Regions from separate parts of the Sus scrofa genome. Here region 1 is linked to region 2. A link is a contact called in public Hi-C data. All regions are on one chromosome and are shown on one strand. The core of a region is the stretch at or near the end of the contact, and the rest is flanking DNA. Distances in the headings are between cores, read along the strand shown. Region 1 holds the start of TUFT1 (tuftelin). Region 2 overlaps RIIAD1 (RIIa domain-containing protein).

Evidence for each region. Hi-C and Micro-C count contacts between places; a contact is called where the count stands out from the background.
Region 1: a contact with region 2 is called in a Hi-C map of mesenteric adipose tissue, with 2.6 times the contacts expected there. The contact joins the promoter of TUFT1 here to the enhancer-like site in region 2. A contact is called at or near these places in 4 of 5 promoter capture datasets (fetal liver, fetal skeletal muscle, liver and 1 more), 19 of 47 Hi-C or Micro-C datasets (alveolar macrophages, blood, brain and 12 more) and 2 of 2 datasets of contacts at active chromatin or transcription factors (alveolar macrophages and skeletal muscle).

What each region holds. Positions count from the first base shown.
Region 1 is chr4:97,702,861-97,705,956 of Sscrofa11.1, reverse strand. It overlaps TUFT1 (tuftelin), which reads left to right and starts at 1,303. Exons shown (of 12, transcript XM_021089860.1): 1 at 1,303-2,519. The coding sequence starts at 2,457. CGN (cingulin) reads left to right here. Exons shown (of 21, transcript XM_013997148.2): 21 at 1-1,152.
Region 2 is chr4:97,498,576-97,501,503 of Sscrofa11.1, reverse strand. It overlaps RIIAD1 (RIIa domain-containing protein), which reads left to right. Exons shown (of 5, transcript NM_001159765.1): 3 at 844-890; 4 at 2,026-2,153; 5 at 2,725-2,829. The coding sequence ends at 2,096. Among named protein-coding and RNA genes, the nearest start is that of RIIAD1, 7.6 kb to the left of the region's middle. Within about 2 kb of position 1,528, at least 28 of the 83 cell types and tissues checked have an H3K27ac peak or open chromatin away from gene starts, as enhancers often do. A contact at or near this core is called in fetal liver, mesenteric adipose tissue, omental adipose tissue and 2 more, where this site is marked.

The sequences.
Region 1 (3,096 bases), core at 54-2,553, 200 kb before region 2:
TTTCCCTTTCCTCTGGAGGAGTGGGCGTTTTAGCCAGCTGAATCCTCTCCTCAAGTGCTGACTCCCCCCACCCCGACTCCCTCACAGCAGCAGCTCGGTCAGCATATAGGCTGATTGAGCAGGAGAGGAAGGGATCGAAATTGCCATGTGTATAAAGCTTTATTTCTTTAACCCTACACCCCAGGCTCAGGGAAATACCCTATATGATTCTGCTCCCTTGACTCCTGTAACTCATTTTCCTCCCATTCTGGAGCAGGGTAAGGAGGACATAATGGGTAACGGACATGCTGGCGTGGCTCTACCCACTTCTCAGATGCTCTTCTTTGCACAGTCATGGGGCCCACGTGGTAGTCCCCACCTGTCTCCAGTCCTATATTTTTTGTCTTCCCCAGGCCAAGATCCAAGGGACCCTTTCTCCTCCCCTTCCCGTCTTTACCATTTCCTCCTTTCTTTTCAGTGCCTTAGCCGGGGTGAGGAGATAAGGATGCCCTTCTTGCCTTTTATACCTGCACATTCATACCTCTCCAAGAACCCCTCCTGCTGCCCCAGTGACCGATGGACAGAGCTACCAGCTTCTCTACTTAGGAACCCCTGCGAGAGGGACTTTGGTAGGGCCATGATAAGGTGGTGAGGCCTGGTTCTGCTCAGGGTTTCCATCCTTCCTCTTCTCCCTCTCTGACTGGATGTGCTTGTAAGATGGTCACACCTGGGAACCCTAACAACTGTCTACACAAGTTCGAAAAGCAAAGGTTTTGGTCTCTGTGGCCTTGTGATCAGATGTGCCCAACCTCACTAGGGAACTGAGGGACCCTCAATATCTCAGGAGCTTGGTCCTCATACAGAGGGGCTAGAGGCTGACTCTTGGTAGAAATGGAAAGAGGCAATGGAGGATTTATTCCTCCTTTGGGATTTGGGGAGAGCCAAGTTCTGGTGGGGAGGAGGTAAGGGAGATGATTCATCTCTCTTATTTCCTAAGCAGGCTCTGTACAGAGCCTTGAGGAGGGAGAAGTCTGTTTTCACCAATAACTTGTGATTTTGTGATTAAAAAAAAAGTTCCTCTATTCTGCAAATCATATATTATCTCCCAGTTCAATCCAATCCAGCATTGAATTTATTTTAAATTAAACATAAAATTATATATCTATTCTGAAATTTTTGACTTGTCTTCTCATTCTCCCCCATCTTAACTTTATGAAGAAACCATTTTATTGTTCAATTTAGAGACCGAAGCTGGGGTTTTCTTAACTTCACTTTTTAGAGGTCCTTTACAACAGATCAGATGGAACCTAGGGAGCCTTAGGTTCCCTAGGTTTCCTTTATTTCCTTAAGAAATAAATGGAGTATTGGTAACAGCTCCCTTCTCTCCTGAACAACATTCTGGGAAGAACAAGGCCAGTAAATGCCTTCGAGGGTTAGACTGGAACTGGTTTTTTTTTTTTTTATTCCTTGGGAACATAGGGATAGCCCCAGCATTCACCTCTTAGACACAAAGATAGCCATCCATTCCTACCTGGCATTCCTCTTGTGTTGCCTTGAACAGGGAGCTAGCTGATCAGCAGAGCCTTCTGTCAGATTCAGGCTTTCTGCCCACTCTGGAGTGGGTCAGGCCTCCTCCTGTCATGTCCATATGGACCATAGCCTGGTGGAGAAGCCATATGCTAAGAGCAGCTGGACTGGAAGAGGCTCCAAGATCTTTCTTGATCATCCTCTCTTCTAGGTCCTTAAGATGCTAACCTGGGCCAAGGGAGCAAATGTCATTGGAGAAGTTAAGGTTCATCCCTTCTCAAGAATACAAATTCCTTTTAAGGCAATGTGTCCCGCCTCTCCCATCCATATAAGGGCAGCTTTGATATAATAGCTTCTGCAAAACAAGCCCCACCCAGAGCCAAGCTGGCTTTGACTTTGGCCTGGGCTTTCTGCCAAGGAAGGGCACCTGCCAGACTGGCTTAGGCCAGTCTGAGTGAGCTGGCCCTGGCAGCCTGTATGGCGGAGGAAAGGTTTCTCAGTTCTACAAAGCCTACAGGCTGGCCTAAATATAGGGAGAGGAGAATGTATGGAAGGTTTTTTTCCAATTTTGCATCCTCTAGGGGCTGGCAGGGTGAACCTCTCTTACCAACACTGGCCTTAGAGTTGAAATGAGAGGGCAAGACTAACGTTTGAGGTACAATCATATAACACTGGACAAAACTTCAGTTAAGTAGATAGTAGCTCCCAAGCCCCACCTTTAGGTAAATCGGAGCGAGCGCAGACGGGCGTGGCCTGAAGCCTCTAGGCTACGCCCACTTCACAATTTTGCTCAGTCATTGGCGAACCGCGTCCTGGGGGCGTGTCCTATTGCCAGCCTCCGCCCCTGACGCACCTATACAAGGGGGGGGCGGTTCGGCGCGCGCTCGCCTAGTAGGAGCCAGACTGCAAGGCGGAGGGCTGTGTGTGTGTTCCGTGACCCTCTCGGGAAGATGATGAACGGGACGCGTAGCTGGTGTACACTGGTGGACGTGCACCCGGAAGCGCAGACCTCGGTAAGAAAAAGCGACCACGTCGCCTCCCTCGCTCGGTACTCTTGGTTTCTAATTCCGCCCCAACCGTGCCCCGCGCGGAGTTCGCTGACATCACCTGGTGCCGTGCGGTCAGCCCCTCACGGCGCTTCTCTTTTTGTACCGCCTCGCGGCGGGCAGTGGGAATCCCGGGGAGTCTCGGGCTGAAGACTCTTTTAAGGCTTGAGGACTCTGGGCGTCCCTGCCCTTTAGGAGGACACTGCGGCTACGGCCAGGGGCGCGGTGCAGGTCTCCAGTGCGCGCTGTTCAGGCGTCCTGTGGGCTCCTAGGTTGAGTCGTAGAAGAATGAGCTCTGGGGACGGGATTCCTGCGCTCTTTTGAACTTTGGTTCCCAACAAGGGGAACGAGGCTTTTTGTGGGTCCTGGTGACCTCAGAGACCCTTCAAAGAACTTAATGGTGATCAGTAGCAAGACAAAGGGAAGAGAGTGAAACCCTAGGGCTTCAACTCGAGAACGGGTACGGTAGAACTCCAAGTACGCTGAGAATGGCCGGGGACTCTTACCTTTAGTTAGGAGGGATTGGGCTGTCTGCTTGGGGTCG
Region 2 (2,928 bases), core at 279-2,778:
TTATGAGCCATAAAACTGCAGGATATAAGGCATTTTAAGCTTCCCAGTGGCACCGGCACTGCAGGTGTTGCCCCAGTGTCCACTGTACTGCAGGACCAATGACTACCTCAAGCCCGCCTTCTCAGCTTTGGGTGTTGGTGGTTTTTTTTTTTTTTTTTTTTTTTTTTTTTAATCTGTCTTTTGTCTTTTTAGGGCCACACCCACGGCATATGGAAGTTCCCAGGCTAGGGATCAAATCGGAGCTGTAGCCACCGGCCTGCACCACAGCCACAGCCACGCCAGATCTGAGCCACATCTGTGACCTACACCATAGCTCACAACAACGCCAGATCCTTGACCCACTGCCCTAGGCTGGGGATCGAACCTGCGTCCTCATGGACATTAGTCAGATTCGTGCCACGGCCACGACGGGCACTCCTCACCTTTCTTTACTATACTCTCCCCGCACCTGTGGCAATTACTGGTTACTCTTATTCAGGAGGCAGTGGGCTGCATATCTGTCCCACCGCACCCAAGTCCCTCGAGGACTCGGCAGCGTGCTCGACAACTTGCTGCCTGGCCCTATCGTGGCCTCCAGTTCTCATTTTGTTGAGTGAATGAATGAGGGCTTCACCGGGCTGCAGCACCAGCTGTCTTGTGAGGCCAGTGTTCCCTAGGCTTCTTGCTGTTTAGAAAGTCTTGGTCCTGACCCCAGATCCTGACTGCAGGAGAAGCAGGAAGAAAAGGGTCCTTGTCAGGAGTTCTCTGGCTGTCTGCCTGCCACGGTGGCTGTGTCTCAGGTCACCTGCCCTGACAGTGCAGGACCAGCTTTACTTCCTCCCCTTCTCCCTTGATGTTTTCCAGAGAAATATTTCTGCAAAGACCAGACAACATTCAAGAATTTGCGGCAGGTAAGTCAGGCGGCCTCCATTTCGGGGCGTTTGATAAGCCAGCACCAGGAGTGTTATTGCGAATTTAGACTCGGACAAGCCCAGGATTCTCCCTGCAGAGACTAGGGTATTTCTTTACCTGATGGCTCCCAAGAGAGCTTTGCTCAATAGTCTCTTTCCTCCGGTTGTCATTTCCTCAAAATGAGGACAGATAAGAAATGAGGCAGCACTTGCTCAGGGTGAGGATTGTTAAGAATTCTGAGATTCCCAGAGGAGCAGACGGGCGGCTTTTTCCCCGGGAATCGTAAAGCAGGGCTGGCATCCCTGGCTGCACATTAAAATCAGCTGGGGAGCGTTTAAAAAATACCGATGCCCGGGCCGTCCCCCGGGGTTCTGACTTAATTAGTCTGGGGTGGGGCCCGACAGCCCCGTTTGAAAGGCTCCCCAGGTGATTCTAATGGGCTCTGCTGCCCCGCGACGGCTTAAGGTCAATGGTATTTAAAGGGAAGGGGCGGGGCCGACGGTTTCGCGGGTCCTGTCGGCCCCCGGGAGTCGAGTCGGAGTCGGTTGCCGCCCCAGCCCGTTTCTGGCTGAATCGAACGAAGGACGTCTTTGCTGCCAGAGCAGATGCTGCCTCTGATTCACACTCTGCTGGGTGTATAAAAATCCTCCTCTGTCGTCATCCTGCGAGAGAGCCTGGCTCTCCGCTGCGAGGATATTCTCAGAGGGCGTCATGTCTCCGAGACAGGAGCCAGCAGGCCGAGTGGAGACAAGAATGACACTTGGTATCTCTTTGGGCCCCGAGGTGGGCCGGGAGCAGAAAGCCGGAGGCTCCCTCGGCCCTCCGCTGGCTCCCTGTGCGTCAGCAAGCTGACCAGAGAGCAGCAGGGCGGTGTGGAGGGGACAGGGCCTGTCCTGTGTCAGCCTTTCCTGGGAACGCTTGAGCTGGAGGCTGAGAGCTGCTGGGGGTGGGGGGCAGGGGGAAACAGTGACCTTGGGATTTGCTGTGACATCTCATTTACCTTGGAAAGCGGGGGCCGCTGGTAACAGTCCTGCTAAGACAGAGCCACTCTAACTTTTTCGCAGAGTAAGCGCCTCCCTCCCAGTCTTTTCCCCTTGGGTTTAGACCATTTCTTCTTTTTGATTCTTGTCCCAGACTATTTCACGGATCCAAGACTTCCCAACAAGATTCACATGCAGCTAATTAAGGAGAAGAAAGCGGCTTAATTAGCAAAATCATGATGCTCAGCTGTTGAGAGAGCCCAGAAAGAATCCAGCCTCAGGGTGGGTGTTAACCTCACTTACAGACAGAGGCTTCTTTACTCCTGTGAAAATACGCACGCACCGGCTCCTCGGCCCAGGGTGTGAAAGAAACCAAACAGACGCTGCAGAGAAATTTCGTGCAAGTGTTGAGTTTTCCTGACACCACTCTGGGGAGTTGGGGGCTGTGAAGAGAGGCTCGGGGTTTGTCTGGCATGTCTGTGGCAGGGAGAGACATCCGTCTTCTTAATCCAGTGACACAGATTAAGAGGATGGAAATGGGAGTAGCTGTGGAGGAAAGAGAGGCAGCGAGATGGGGGTGGGAGGCCTTAGGATCAAGGCCTTGCGCTGAGGCTGCGGAATTCCAGCGTGGCCCTCTCCTTCTGTCCAGAGGGGCTTTTCCTACTGCTTCTGGAAAGTGTGGGGGCAGTTTGGATCGGGCGCCCCCCGCCCCAGGCAAACCCAGCTACGTGATGAGGACCATCACCCATTTCGCAGGCTCGATTTCTGAGATGGTTTTGCAGGTCGGGCTCTTTAAATGTGAGGTAGGCGGAAGCCACACTCCGGAGTTAGTAGCACCGTTTCTGTTCCGCAGGGTCATCTGGGAGCAAGAGAGCCCTGCTGCCATCAGTGTGGGTTTCCAGGCTGCCTTGGGCTGTGTCTGCTGTTGCAAAGGCTTTTAAAGATACTCATTAAAACCAGACCTTCCTGCTCTCTCTGCTTTCTTTTTACTCCGAAGGAGGAAGACATCCTTCCTGGGAGGGCTGCTCTGGCCCTGATCTGACCCAGCAGGTCGCAG